2 separate regions of the Mus musculus genome follow, and region 2 is linked to region 1. The links are chromatin contacts, called in public Hi-C maps. All regions are on one chromosome and are shown on one strand. The core of a region is the stretch at or near the end of the contact, and the rest is flanking DNA. Distances in the headings are between cores, read along the strand shown.

The links. Hi-C and Micro-C count contacts between places; a contact is called where the count stands out from the background.
Region 2: a contact with region 1 is called in a Hi-C map of cerebellar granule neurons, with 2.6 times the contacts expected there. The contact joins two enhancer-like sites. A contact is called at or near these places in 1 of 15 datasets of contacts at CTCF or cohesin (large pre-B cells) and 8 of 484 Hi-C or Micro-C datasets (cerebellar granule neurons, cerebellum, cortical neurons and 4 more).

Annotation. Positions count from the first base shown.
Region 1 is chr2:94,475,381-94,482,594 of GRCm38.p6, forward strand. No RefSeq gene overlaps it. Among named protein-coding and RNA genes, the nearest start is that of Api5, 41 kb to the left of the region's middle. Within about 2 kb of position 3,086, at least 6 of the 459 cell types and tissues checked have an H3K27ac peak or open chromatin away from gene starts, as enhancers often do. A contact at or near this core is called in cerebellar granule neurons and cerebellum, where this site is marked.
Region 2 is chr2:94,742,949-94,749,841 of GRCm38.p6, forward strand. Gm33540 (a long non-coding RNA gene) reads left to right here. Exons shown (of 3, transcript XR_374815.1): 2 at 6,748-6,776. Among named protein-coding and RNA genes, the nearest start is that of Gm13793, 16 kb to the left of the region's middle. Within about 2 kb of position 5,328, at least 3 of the 459 cell types and tissues checked have an H3K27ac peak or open chromatin away from gene starts, as enhancers often do. A contact at or near this core is called in cerebellar granule neurons and cerebellum, where this site is marked.

The sequences.
Region 1 (7,214 bases), core at 1,836-4,335:
GTGTGCTTTGGTGGTTGAAAAATAGTTAGCATAAACCCTAATGTGGAAAAAATGTGTACATGATGCCAATTTGTGGAAGATATGACTCATTCTTTATTCTGGAGTAGTGATGATCTAAACTAAAGTAAACTAATTTTCATTGCTGTTGTGGCTTGAATGTGAACTGTTTCCGCATCTTCCCAGGTTTCTGTGCTTGGAGATTTGGTCCTCAGCTGGTAGTTAGTAAAATCTTTAGTAAATGGAGCTTTATGGGAGTAACTGGGGTGGACCTTGAAGTCTACAGCTATGCTGTGGCAGTTTGAATATCAATGGCCCCAATAGATTCATATGCTTGAATGCTTGGTCCATAGGAAGTGGCACTGTTAGGACATATGGCCTTATTGAAGTAGGTGTGGCTTTGCTGGAGGAATTGTGTCACTAGGGGATAGAATGTTAGGTTTTAGAAGTTCAAGTCAGTTTGCTGTCTGCTGCCTTCAGATCCAGATGTTGAACTCCTAGCTCCTTCTCCAGGACCATGTCTGCCTGCATGCTGCTATGCTCCCCACCATGATGCTAATGGACCAAACCTCAGAAACTCCAAGTCAACCCCAATTAGATGTTTTTCTTTATAAGAGTTTTCATGGTCATGCTGTCTCTTCACATAAAACGCTAAGACAGAAGTTGATACCAGGGGTGGGGTATTACTGGATAGGCTTGCCTGATCATACTTCTGTTTGGAATATGGACTTTGGAACTTTGTATTAGAAAAGCAGTTGAATGTTTTAAGTGGGGCTTAATGCACCATCTTAGTAGGGGCATGGAAGACAGTGGTGCTGAGGGTGACTTGAATTGTGGGGACCTGACTCAAGAGGTTCGGAGGAGACAGGTGTTAGTATGTAGGCTAGAGACTGTTTTTGTGATGTTTTGGTAAAGAATATGTCTGCTTTCTGCCTTTATTCAGAAAGTCTTCCTGAGGATACATTAAAGAGTTTGGGATTAATTGGTTTGGCAGGGGAAGTCTCAAAGCAGCCTGGTATTGACTCTGTCGTGTGGTTACTGGTGTTCACTCCTATACAGTTCTAAAATGAAGGAGAGTGAACTGGGCAAGGAAAGATACCAAATGTGCAGCTTGAGGGGAAAAGTAAATAAAATGGAGCTAAATCCTGTGTTTAAGGAGATAAATAGGTTTTAAAAATCCTGATGTTAAATGGAATAAAAGGATTGGTGATCACAAGGCAAGATCCTACTCAGCTAAGCTTCCAACATGTGAAAAAGAATTAATGAAAAGCCTAGGGCTGTGTTTTAGTGCACATGCATTTAATCTCAGAACTTAGGAGGCAGAGGCAGGAGGGTCTCTAAATTCAAGGCCATCCTGGTCTACAGAGCAAATTCCAGGCCAGCCAAGCTTAGTTAATGAAGAAAACAGAAAGCCGGTAAAGATGTAATTGAAAAAGGGGGTCATGTTCCAGCCTCAGGAAGCATCAGAACTTGGCAGCTTCAGCCATGTGGTTCTGGCTTTAGAGTCAAGGATAGAATAAAGTGGTTATGGACTCTCCTTCCATGACTAAGAAAAACTGTTGAGGTCAGGCATGTGGAAGGGGTGTTCTTGCTTGGAGGCCTAGAGATGCCAATGTGTGAAGCAATGAAGATAAAGCCTGGTGTTTTAGTTGAAGCTTCCATTGCTGTGAAGAGATGCTGTGAAGAGACACCATGGCCAATGCAACTCTTAGAAAGGACACATTTGTTGGAGCTGGCTTACAGATTCTGAGGTTCAGTCCATCATCATCACGGTGGGAAGCATGATGGCGTCCAGGCAGACATGGTGCTGGAGAGAGAGAGAGAGAGAGAGAGAGAGAGAGAGAGAGAGAGAGAGAGAGAGAGAGAGAGAGCAGTGTGTTGTAGTCAATAAAGCTGAAGGGAGCTGGGGATCTGGAGTGCTTTGACATCAGACATGCAGAGTTTGAAGTTTGCCCAGCTGGGTTTTGGTCTTGCATTGGTCCAGCATTTCTTTCCTGTGCTTCCTTCCCCGCTTTATAGAAGAGTAATGCGTACCCTGTGCTATTATATGCTGGAACTATGTGGTCTGCTTTTTAAAATGTGATTTTAGAATGGACTGCAGATAAGAGATTGCATAAATCTCAGAAGAGACTTTGATTATCGTACTTTTAAACAAGTTTGAGACCGTGATAGACTATGGGGGTCTTTTGCAGTTGGACTAAATGCATCTTGCATTATTATGGCTACAAGCCTACAGGAGCCAGAGAGTGGAATGTGGTGGCTTGAATAGGAATGACCCCCATAGACTCATGTGTTTGAATGCTTGGTCCACAGGGAGTGGCACCCTTAGGGGGTGTGGTCTTGTTAAAGTAGGTGTGGCTTTGTTGGAGGAAGTGGGCTGTGATGTCTCAGAAGCTTAGGCCAGTTCTCTGCCTGCTGCTGTCATGCTTCCCGCCATGACTGTGTGGACTAAACCCCTGAAACTGTAAGCCAGACCCAGGTATCTGTTTTCCTTTATAAGAGTTGTCATGATCATGGTGTCACTTCACAGAAATAAAACCCAATTAAGACACCAGCTTAGCCCCATTTCCTGACTGCTCTCTGCTTCTTGCAACATCACCAGCTCCCTCCTGCTCCCGTTACTGTGCCTTCCTGCCATGAAGGATGGTGGGCTTTCTTAAACTATAAGCCAAAGCAAATTTTTCCTCCATTAGGTTGCCCTTGGTCAGGGATTTGGTCATAGCAACGAGAAAAGTAACTAATGAACTTATTTTGTTTTCATTTTTTAAGTATCTGAGTCCAAAGGAACTTAGTCCCCAGCCCCCATTAAGCTGCTGTCCTTTTGCTTTTAAATAGGTCAGTCACCAGGGCTAGTGAGCCTTAGAGAACAGGGCTCCAGGATTAACCTGCCCACAAGGAAATTCTCTTATTGCCTTGGGCTTTCTTAACCTACTAGACAAAGGATGATGACAGAGTTCCATTTACTGTCCTGCAACTCTGGCAAACTGGGTAGATGGAGGCCAGAGAAGCACATTTCCTGTCCAGCCCAGGTCAGCAGGAGTCCTAGGAGGGAGGGTCAGGCCTCCTGTCTTTGGCTCCCACCCATGACTCCTGCTCTCCACCTGCTGCTCTCGGTTATGTGTTGACAAGCCGCTTTTGTTGCCTTCCTGAGGGAGTGCAGGAAAAGCACGTTGGGAATTCAGGAGAACACCGGGGCTCTAACTGCTCCTGAATGAGACAGAATTAGAAAATGGTTTCAAATTGAAAACTTAATTTTCAATTAGTGTACATTCAGGCAGGAGTGGGAGGGATTAGGGGATGGCAGCTTGTTTGGTTAACACACTCTTTAGAAGACACGCTTGCAAGCTATTAGTTAGCTTTCTCCTGGCTCCCCCCTCCCAACGCCTTAAAGTGCTCCCGGCTCCCTCACTGCCTGCTGCATGCTACATCCCAGCTGACTCATGCAGAAGGCAGCAGCTGTAGCCTCTGGAGGTGGGGTGTAGCCATGGGCTCTGAGGACACAGGTGAACTTATCTTCCAATGGGGCCACCTGCTTCTAAAAAAAAAAAACACTTCTGGAAAAACAAGCCAACACATTTCTCTAACATATTTGATCGCAGTGTTGGTTGATGGGCCGGCTCATCTAATAAAGACACCCGTTCACACTTAGGTTGTAGGAGTGCAGGACATACTGTTCGGGTCTGTTCTGCATTAACCTTATCCCAGTCTAGGGGCCCCTGAAGGTTGAGAACCATCAGAAACAAACTTGGCTCAGTGTTTCATGATGTGCCCAGGTCCAGACATCTATAGAGCCAAGGGAAAGCACAGTGCTGAGAACCAGAGAGGCACAGACACCCCAAGTCTCAAGATGATGGCTGACCACCAGAGCACAGGGGTGAGCGCTCTGCTGTTGGCCCTCTCTAATCCTATTTCCTGTAGAATCTGTCAGAGGCAGATGAGATTTTCAGGCTGTTAATCCATTGTCTTCTCAGAGTTCCAGCCCTTGGAATGAAGCAGATTCAATTCCCACCTACAAAGTAGACTCGATTCTCATCTGTTCTCTTTGACCTCTGCGGCACTCTGGGGTCCTGTGACTGCAAGTGATGCACCATTGGGTGAACCTGCTAAGGGTAGATTTAAAGTCTGTGATTTGTGCTGAGAGTAGCCCTGAAGGTCAGAAGGGCAAGAATGAGGTGTGACATTCAAGATATGGCAGTAGGGGCTGTGGGTTAGGACCCGAGTGGTTTTATCTGTCTTTTCCTGCCTTCTTTTCTGCTGTAGATAGTTCTGTCTTCTTCACTATCGCCGACATTTGTTCTTCTTTAGATTTATTAATACCCTCTGGCCTGGGGTGTTCATACAACCAAAGCCCGTTCGCCTTGGTTAGTTGACTTTCAGTGTTCAGCTAGATTCGATGGATGAATGAGCTAACTGTGGAATCCGCCTCTACCAGGCAGCTTCAGTAAACAAGTGAGCGCTCAACAGTGGATGTTTACAAGCCAAAAATCACAAATTCAGTCAGCAGAGCAGTAACTTCATTAGGCGCTTCCCTCTGCCGTTAGTCAGTAAGAGAAAGTATGGGGGCTGTGATTAAACGCGCTTTTCTTCTGTGGCAGGCCACCGCTGTCTGCTTGCTTGGCACGTGCCATTTTCCTTTCTCCTTCCTTCCAAGTCTTCTCACAGCAAAGCTGGCTGCGAAGTCGGGAAGCAAGCATGCCATCTTAGCGCTGACACGGCCGCTGGCTCGACTGATTTGTCACTACGGTTTTTCCTGACTCCTTCTTCAACCTTGGCTCAAATCCCGGGCTCTGAGCTCCAGGTGACATCTGCTCCCTACAGATTGGTACGAGCACATTCCAAGTGCCCTTACTGACGACTCTCATCAGTGAGTACAACCCCAGGCTAGTCTCTGCACCCTCTTCTCATAGGCATAGGTGTCTTTAGCCAGCCAGGTGAATCTCTTTTTCCTGTTAAACTCCTTTCTCTCTAGAGAAGCCATCCGAGCATGCTGTTCCTCCATTAAGTCTTATCATGGCGTTAAGCAAGGCTTGTTAATCCTTTCTCTGCTGCCTAGGCTACTTTCCAGGAAGTGCTGGATTTAATTGAAGAAAGGATGGGAGAGGTTCAGATGCCAGCCCAGTGTCTGTCAGCTTCCAGTCCAAAATAAAGGAGACTAGGAAGGAGGAGTTTAGAAAACAATACTCGACGCCAGACAAATATCGACAAATCTTGATAGCTCAGAAGCAATTGACTTTGAGAAAGTGAAACTTAAATCTAGACTCTTCTGGTTTTGAAAGGGTCTCTGAAGTCTTGTCATCTGCTCCTTTATTTTATAAATGGGCAAAGTCTGCGCTAGAAGAGACTGGAGGGGCTGCTCAATGATGAATCAGGAACTGAAGAGCAAGCCTGGGACTCTGCTGGTCCCTAGAGGCTTTACTTTAGAGACAGTTAGCTCATCATCTCCTCTTTCATAAAAGCAGCTAAGAAGGCTTGAGATTTAAATGACATTTTCCTTATTTACTTTGTGGGGTGTGTGTGTGTGTGTGTGTGTGTGTGTGTGTGAATGAGTGTGCCGTGGTGCGCCTGTGGAAATAAAAGGACATTCCTTTCCTTCTACCACACGGGTCCCTCAGTGGTCAGCCACACAGGCTGCATCTTCATCCACAGAACCACCTCGCCCACCCAGAAAGGGTTCTGAAGGTGGACTCAATGCTTTCCTATCCACAAATTTAAAAAAATTATTACAAAGTTTTGTTTGTATGTGTAATTATGTGCATAAGTCTGTGTGTATATACAATATATACACTCAGTGCCTATAGACTGTATTCTTCTGTGCCTGTGGAGGCCAGAAGAGGCTGTTGGATTTCCTGGAACTGGAGTTATGGATTGTGAACCCATTCTGGTACTGGGAACCCAAGCCGAATCTTCTCCAAGAGCAGCCACTGCTGCTCTTAACCACGGAGCCACTGCTCCAACCTAAACCTCATACAACTTGTAAAGATGTTGATAGGCTTTTACTCAGGATTTAGGGAAATGTCAATCATAATCCTTTTGCTTTTAGGTGTCAAAAGTACAATTAGTCAGAAAGGAGGGTTTCTAAGCCTGTGAGATCACAGGAAAGTTGGCTAAACAGACCACACAAATCTGGACCAGAACAAGGACTAGAGTGTGCATAGCACCTTCCCATACCCCTCCTTTTCTTGACTTTCCTCCCCCTCTTACTTTTCCATTTTGTTAGAGACAGGCTCTTACTATATGACCCACTTTAGGCTTGGCCCTGCGATCCTCCTGCCTCAGCCTCCTCAGTGCCGGGACCACAGGTGTGTGCTGTTCCTCCTGGCTGGAGTTTTATTCTGACCAGAAGAACCAAGTCTTTTCATCTGGAAGCTTGCCCTACGCTTTCCACATGCAATGGCAGCACTGTTTTATGCCCTGCAGATCCTCCAGGAACAAGGTATTGATGTCACACTCCATAGCCTCAAGCCTTGGGAGTTTTCTGGTTACCTAGATATGATGGGAGGAGTCAGGTGGCTTTCCCCTGAGCCAATCAGGTTTAGTCTGGAGGATGGGATGTTATCATCGTCCATGCTTGATTCTAGAATTTAGTCTAGAACTGACTGAGGTAAGCAGGAGAGGGAAGCTACCTCCACACAAACCTCATGGTTGGCGTTTGTATGTGGACAGGAGGAGAAGGGTGCATATGCTCACGGAAACCAAATGGCTGCTGGGTGGAGAAACTGATGGAGCCCTGCAAGTGGGAGCCCGGCTCCTTCTCCTCTAACATTTTTCTTCACCTGACACGTATTCACCTCTGAGACAACTTCAGAGGGGATTTGTGGCCTTTCAGTTCAGCCACTTACCTAAACATGAGACAACAAAGGCTAGCTGGGAGCATTTCACTGGATTGGCCCCTTCTGCAAAGGAGCCTCACTGTGTGGCACAGTTTAACGGCTCTGCCAATCCTTGAGTTTCAAAATTGTATCATCTTTCTTCCTGCTGAGTTTCTTCATGGTTGGTGGCCTGGATTTCCATTTCTGGAGATGAGTCCTTTCATTGGTCCATCCTACAAAATGGCCCAAGGCCTCAAACAGACATTAACACTTTACAGCATTGGTGAGATTGTGGGACACTGTTTTTTTTCTTTTTCATAGTGACTCTTAGAACATAACATTTATCTTAAAGAAATGTTACTGGCTCCCCAAGAGAGCAAACCTTTTTCTGCATGTTTGTAGTTACAG
Region 2 (6,893 bases), core at 4,078-6,577, 270 kb after region 1:
ACTGTGCTACAGGAAGATTTTTTACAAATTCAAAGCTTTGAAGGGCCAGGCCAGGAAACACACGCTAGGATCCCTTTCTCTGCAATCCTATTATGAATGCATAGGAGAGAATGTTTATAAAACAGGTGCAAGAAGTGAGAAGGAAGTTTTCGTTTAGGCTTTAGTTTAAATTATTGGTATCTTTTTTTTCCCACTGAAAAGCTAGAAAGCAGACTTCTGTCTGAGCCTGGGAAAATCTAAATAAGAAGCAGAATATTAATGTATTTTATGTGGGGCATGGTGAGGGGGGTGACTGCTCAAGTCTACATTTGTCCTCTGTAATGTAAATGTGGTTAGCACACAGATTGTTCTGAGGACTTAGTGTGGTGATTCTTAAAAATTCTGTAGAAAAAAAGAGCATAGTCCATAGGCAGCATTTATGGAAAAAACCCTATTCTTACTGCATGGCAGAGGTGTTATCCACGTGATAACTCTAGAGGTTTTCTCTTTACTTTTCTGAGGACCACAGATGTCAAATAACTCCTGTAAGTTCATAGAGCACTGTTCACTGTTCTTGACTCTGCGGTCCACAATTTTTCATGCTGTTGTTGTAAAAGAATGGCATGCTCAACTGTGGCTTCACTTGGAGCATGAGTTTCTTCTCTGTATATACAACTCTTGGTCTATATATAGATATGACTTTGGCATTTTGTGAACACATATCAGAATTTGAAGCTATGTTGGGAATCTGACTCTTAACCAGTTATAAGTGGAGTTTTGTAGCTACAAACCTATTAATATGTTGGGCTGGATAATTCTTATTATTAGACTATCTCTCTCTTTTTTTCTCTTTTTGCAAGATGATCGGATTTATTGCCCATGTTTCCCCACTAGAAGTTAATGGCACCTCTTGTCCCTAGGTTCGACAACCAAAACACACACGTGCTTTTGTCATCTCTCCACAGCCATGGAGCCTCTTCTTAATTGCACACGAGGCAACACTGAATTAAAGGTCCACTTAAATGACCACATTTAACTTAACAATGTCTTTAAAGCTTTTTATCTCCAACTCAGGTCATTTACCAAGATGGTAGGGATTAGAGTTTCAGTATGAAACATTTGTGGTCATTTCTCTGCAGGCTTTACAGTGGGCAGGGGGAAAGGCTCAGGGTGAGGTAACAAGAAATTGGCTCAGCCCAATTTTATTGTAAATGGCGCTGGACTAAGTATTTAGATAACAATTAATTCAGTCTGAAGTACACAGCAATTTAAGCCATGTTTACATTGAAGCTCTTTGAAAAGTACACATGGCTTCATGCATAAGATGGTTTCTTGTTGGCTTAGACACAATTCTGAAGATAAGGGTCTGGGGGAACGACTGAGGTAAACTCAATCCCTGGGCCTACGATAGCACAAGCATCACTTAGGATGCTGTAAAACACAAGAGCCATCACTCGTAAGAATGGGTTTTATGATCTAAAAGCAATGCTCAAAATGTAGGGGGAAAGGGTCTGGGATAAGTAAAAACAACAATTCTGGAAGATATGGGCAGAGCCTGTTTCATCAGAGAGCCAAGGATGACCAGATTGTAAAACTACATCTTTACTGGCATTCCAGGAAGAGCAGCTACACATCTCATTCCAGTGAAGGGGTAAGTTGTATGTTTTACTTCTCTGCTTTCTCCAGTGCTTATGTGTATGCACAAGGCCTTTTTGCTCTCTACAGACATTAAGGAAGATATAGTTCACCTGTGAGCAAATACCAGACAAGAAGCATTTTAAGGGAAAAGGCTTATTTTGCCTCATGCTTTAAGCCTATAAAGTCCATTGTGGTGAGAATGGTGTGGTGGGGGTGGTGGGGCTCAGTGTGGCAATAACATTACCTGGTAACTTCTTGCTCATGTTTTATTGACCTAGGAAGCAGAAAGAGGGCAGGAATTACAGTCAGGCTATAAACCTCATGGCCTACCTATAAGGTACCTTCACTACATTAGCAAGGCTCCACCAGGACATCTGGAGACAAGTATACAAGCCAGTGGAGGTGGCATTTTTCACTCAAACCATAGCATCCTATTTATCTTACCTACGATTATGTTTTCCATGAATATTTAAAATGCTGAGATGGTTCATGTTTTGATAATACAAATGAGAAATAGCAAAACCTATATCCTTATTTGATCACAAATGTTAATCTAGCTACCACTCTCATTTTTATCTTCTCCTTAATCACAAAGTTCTCTGAAAAACTTGTCAGTTTCCTCTCTCTCCAGTGCTTCCTTCGCCAAGCACCTGGTGGTCCAAGCTCCCTGGAAAATAATTGCTGATAGCAGGGATTTCCATGACGTTGTATTCAGTCCATGTTCATTTCCCGGTCTTCATTTTATCTTTGTTCTCTCAAAGGCACTGGCAAATGCTTGTCTCTGTTTTCCTCAAACTGCTTTTGTCATTTGCTTCTGAGACTCCATCCTCCCATGGATTGGCTCTCAACTCACCTTTGTCTCTTTCTGCTATACTCTGAAGATTCTTCCTGGCCTTTGAATCCTAGAGTGACACAAGACTCAGTTCTCTTCTTTTATCTGTATTCTTCCCACTTCAACCATAGTAGATCCTAAATATGCATCTATGTCTGTCTTCCCAGTACTGATCAGTAGATTGGGGAACTGGTTTCTTCTCACTAGACTGCGGATCTTATCCTTCTTTCTTTGCATTCTGTTATGTCCATTTGATTGGCAAAGAACTGTGAAGATTGACGTACCATTTCCAGGCACATAGAATATCTCCACTTACTCTTTGATCCCAAGGGTGAAGTCCTCAGATGTTCAGAGTAACTGAACTTGAGCTATACCAGAAGCTAGACTGGACCAGTACTTTGGGGGTGGTGTGTGTGTGAATGATCACTTTCTTCTGAAGCATAAAACAAAACATGTGGAATAGGAGCTAGCAGAGAAATGGATGGATGCTCAAGCATTGTTTTTGGAGTTGTAGAGATGGAAAAGCCTTAGCAGGACTAGAGGAAAGCAGAGCATGTAATATGTGGGACAATGGACTGTGAGAGGTAGCCTGGTCCTCAGTTGAGCTAAGGCTAGAAGCCCCAGAGACTCTAAATGGAGGAAAGGAGCTTTGCCTGCTTCTGGGCACCAGGTCCCTGTTACTGGCATTTGTGGCCATCAGTCATATAAGGCAACGCCCTAAGACCCTCCACATGTAGCCCTAACATCTCAGACCAAGACAATAGGAAAGAAGCTGTGACCACAGATCAGGTAGGCCAGATCTCCATTTTAATGAGGTACCTAGAGGCCTGGAGGATTTAGCCAATAACCTTTGCTTCCCAGACATTCTTCCCTGCAAAAGGTATTTAATCTCAGACCCACCCTGAAAAGTGGGGTATGGTTTTACACATCTACTTTCCACCATGGCAATAAATGATTTGGAACCTCAGACTGTCTCTTTTCATGGGGATCCACCATGGGAGAGCCATGGAGAAGGCCTTTGCCTACAGAGCTGCTGTCTAATCTCCTGTAGGCGGCCTCTCTACAGTTCCAGCCACGGACCACCACCAAGCCCAAGTCTGTCACTGTCAAGCCAAGAGACCAGCTGGATGTCCCCCGTCAGGCTCCCCCAAGCTAGGTCCTGCTCCTGGGTGCAGACTCCGTTCTCAGCTCTTCTACAACTTCCAGTGGCACCTGGGTGTCCAAGAGCCTGGGAACTCCGTGGCTCCAGCCTCTTCACAGACTCAGAGACCCCTGAGCCAGCTCTAGCTCTCCTGAGCCTCAGACTATACTTTCCTACCCCCAAGTGGTGCCTCAGTGCTTCTCTACAGCCCAACACCCACATGGCATGGCGTGGGATAAGTGTGGTCAAACTCCTGGCCTTCTGCCTCCTCAAGCAGCCATGCCCAGTGCCGAGCAGACACAGGATCCACAACCCTACAGTAATTTACATGGACTTGGAATGAAGAGGAATTCAGAAAAAATTCCATTTACATTGAAAGTGGTCTCCATATTGTTTCCTGGTTTTAGTACCCCCACAAGCTCATGACTCGTGCACAGCTGTTTCTTGTGTTGACCTTGTCCCTCAGGTGTGCACTGCAATAGCCTGGACATTTCCTGGGCATATGCACTGAACATCTTCCCATAATCATCTCCTCAAATTCTGTGTGCACAAAGCAGACACAGCATGTATTCCCAAAGGCAGTGAAGCCACAAATGTGGGTGTCATCTTAACCTGTTACCTTGTGTTCTCGCCACAGATTCACCGAAGCCCGCCAGTTTTCCCTCCTTGTATCTTCTTGACTCCATCTTCTCCCTTTGTCTCGATGAGAGTGGCTCTCGGCACCTCCTTTCTGCTTCAATGCCACTGCTGCCAGGCTGCCACCTGCTTCTGTCTTTTTCCCTTTTAAATTCACCCTCTGTTCAGGTACCAGAGTGACCTATGCAAGCATAAATCTTATCATGTAGTTCCCCCGCTGAAACCTCTCCAAGTGCTCCCCTGAGTGGAATAAAATCTATGTTCCTTGGCGTGGTGTACATGGCCCTCCATACCTGGCCCTCGCTTGTCTCGCTTGCTTGCTTCACTTCACTTCTGGCCTCTTGTGGTCAATCTTGTACAGAATGACTGACTTCACCTTCCTTTCAGTGTCTTGCTTCTGCGCCTTTGCTCTTGTGAGTTCCTCGGCAGTAGCCTTCCTTTGTTCTTACTGCTTCCAGCACATCTTTGAATATCCACATCACTGTTTACACTCTATGCAGAAAGCAGCTCCTAATGTGTCTATCCCCCTTCATGTTTATTCCTGTATGTCCTGTGAGTTTGTGTATATGTGTGCACTCATGCATGTGTGTATATTACTGAAACAGCTTCCTCTATACACAAATATTTCTTGTAGTGATGTGTGTGTGTTTGTGTGTGTGTGTGTGTGTGTGTGTGTGTGTGTGTATGCATGTGTTGGGTATGTTTTACCAAAACAACCTCCTCTACACACAAACATTTGTTGTAGTGACTCCAGTAAGCTACCCTAGAGGAGGAATTCTTTTTGGATTTTGGTGTCTAGAACTCAGTTGTAATTGGATAACTAGGAATAAATGAAGAGTGTCTTGCATAAGACATTCTTCCTATTGTCTTGAAATAGCCAAGGGCTCAAATGTCAGAGAAATATGGTGCAGGAAGTTCTGACCTCCTGTTGCTTTTGTACTGGTCACATGATAGAGACTCTTCTCTGATACGGAGGTGTTTGGAAAGCAGGGAAGGGAGGCATGTAGGGGCAGTTGGCATTCTCAGTGGACTAGAATGTGCACAGTAGAGCCAGATGAAGCATCAGTCACTGTGGACTAAATCAGATGAGTTTACGCTGTTGAATGCTTTAGAGGAGGGTTACCTCGGTGAATCCTGCCAGTGCCTGGCAAGTGGGACTGGCTTTGTGGAGGTCAGCAAGGCTTGAAATAGATAATAAGTGACATCTGCTCCTACCTTCTCCACATAGAAAAGCTCTCCTGGTCTGACTCGCATGTCTCTGAGCCAGATCTAGTTTGCAGATGGCAATGAGCATTCTAATGTTGCATGTAGGCATTTTAAGACAGGCTCTCATAAATAGATCCTGTGCCCTGGGAGGCATGCCAAAACACATTTCTGTGTTGACTGCAGAGATGCTTGCTAAAAAGCAAACAGCACATTAGCAGCCCTCTGAGTTCTTGTGCAAATGGACTGTGAAATTGTGGCTTGATGCTCCAAAGCAATAACTTTTTGTCTCCTTGATGATGATTAAGGGAAGCTGGGCTTGATTTGGCTGGGAGGGTGTGGGTGCCTGCAGAAGGGGCCCAGAAGGTACAAGTGGGTGCGACTTAGATGGGGCCACCTGAAGAAGAATGGCTTGACTGTTGAAGGCCAAGGAGAAGCAAGAGCACACCTTCAACTCAAAGCTTCATCTGACCTTCAGGAAATTGTCTTAGAGACTCTGCAACTTCACGTTTACCCACAAATTAACTGCCTCTGTTTGTTCCGGGCATTGGGACTGATGAAACAGCCAGGGGATTCTGACCACAAAATTATAATAAGCAGAGATATCACATGAAATTATTTAAAGAGCCATCTTGACATTAACTTGTCAGATGGAATGAATGAAATTGAACTAGTTTTTTTAAACAGTATTTATAATGGCATAGGTAGAAATTCAGGTGTGGCATTTACTCTGGGTTGTGAAGAAGATATTGTTTTCAGGAGATGTGTCTCTGCATCACTTTCATCCAAAATGTTAATTAACCAACAAGACACCCAGAAGGTGGGTCAAATGCGGGATCCAAAGGTAAAGGGTATAGTCACGATTTTCTTTCTTCCTTTGAAGAATCATTAACTGAAGATGTGAGAGGGTAGGCAGTTGGAACATCTTATTTTAAAGTAAAGAGATGTAAGATTTTTGTTTAGTTCCCATTCTTGTCTAGACTGGGCAATGTGAGATGTTAGGTTGTAAAAATAACATTATTCATAAGTGTAAATAGCATTATTTATTGGTTATCAAAGAGGCTTTTGTTCATTGGATATGTATATAATAGATGTGGATTCTTACTAACACTCATTATGGACCAGTCCTGGTTCCAATTTTCACTTATTCATGCAAATGTTTTTTTGATCATGAGGAAGAAAAGGAGTTTTTAAGCTTTTTGCAAGTAGTGACCATTCTGACTGATGAGATAAAAGAAAATTAAATTATGAGATACTAGATATGTCTTAAAAATGGTAACAGGGTCATTTGACTTGAATATTTTTCTTGTTTCTGCAGGAATTGTGGACACAGCAGCTGAAGCTGAGGTAGTTATGTCTTATGATAGAAATTTAAGTAAAGGCTAAGAGTGTTGTCAACATATCTCTTGACCATTGTATTCTTAATCCTTTGTATAAAATCTAATGCTTTTCTAGCCTTCTCAC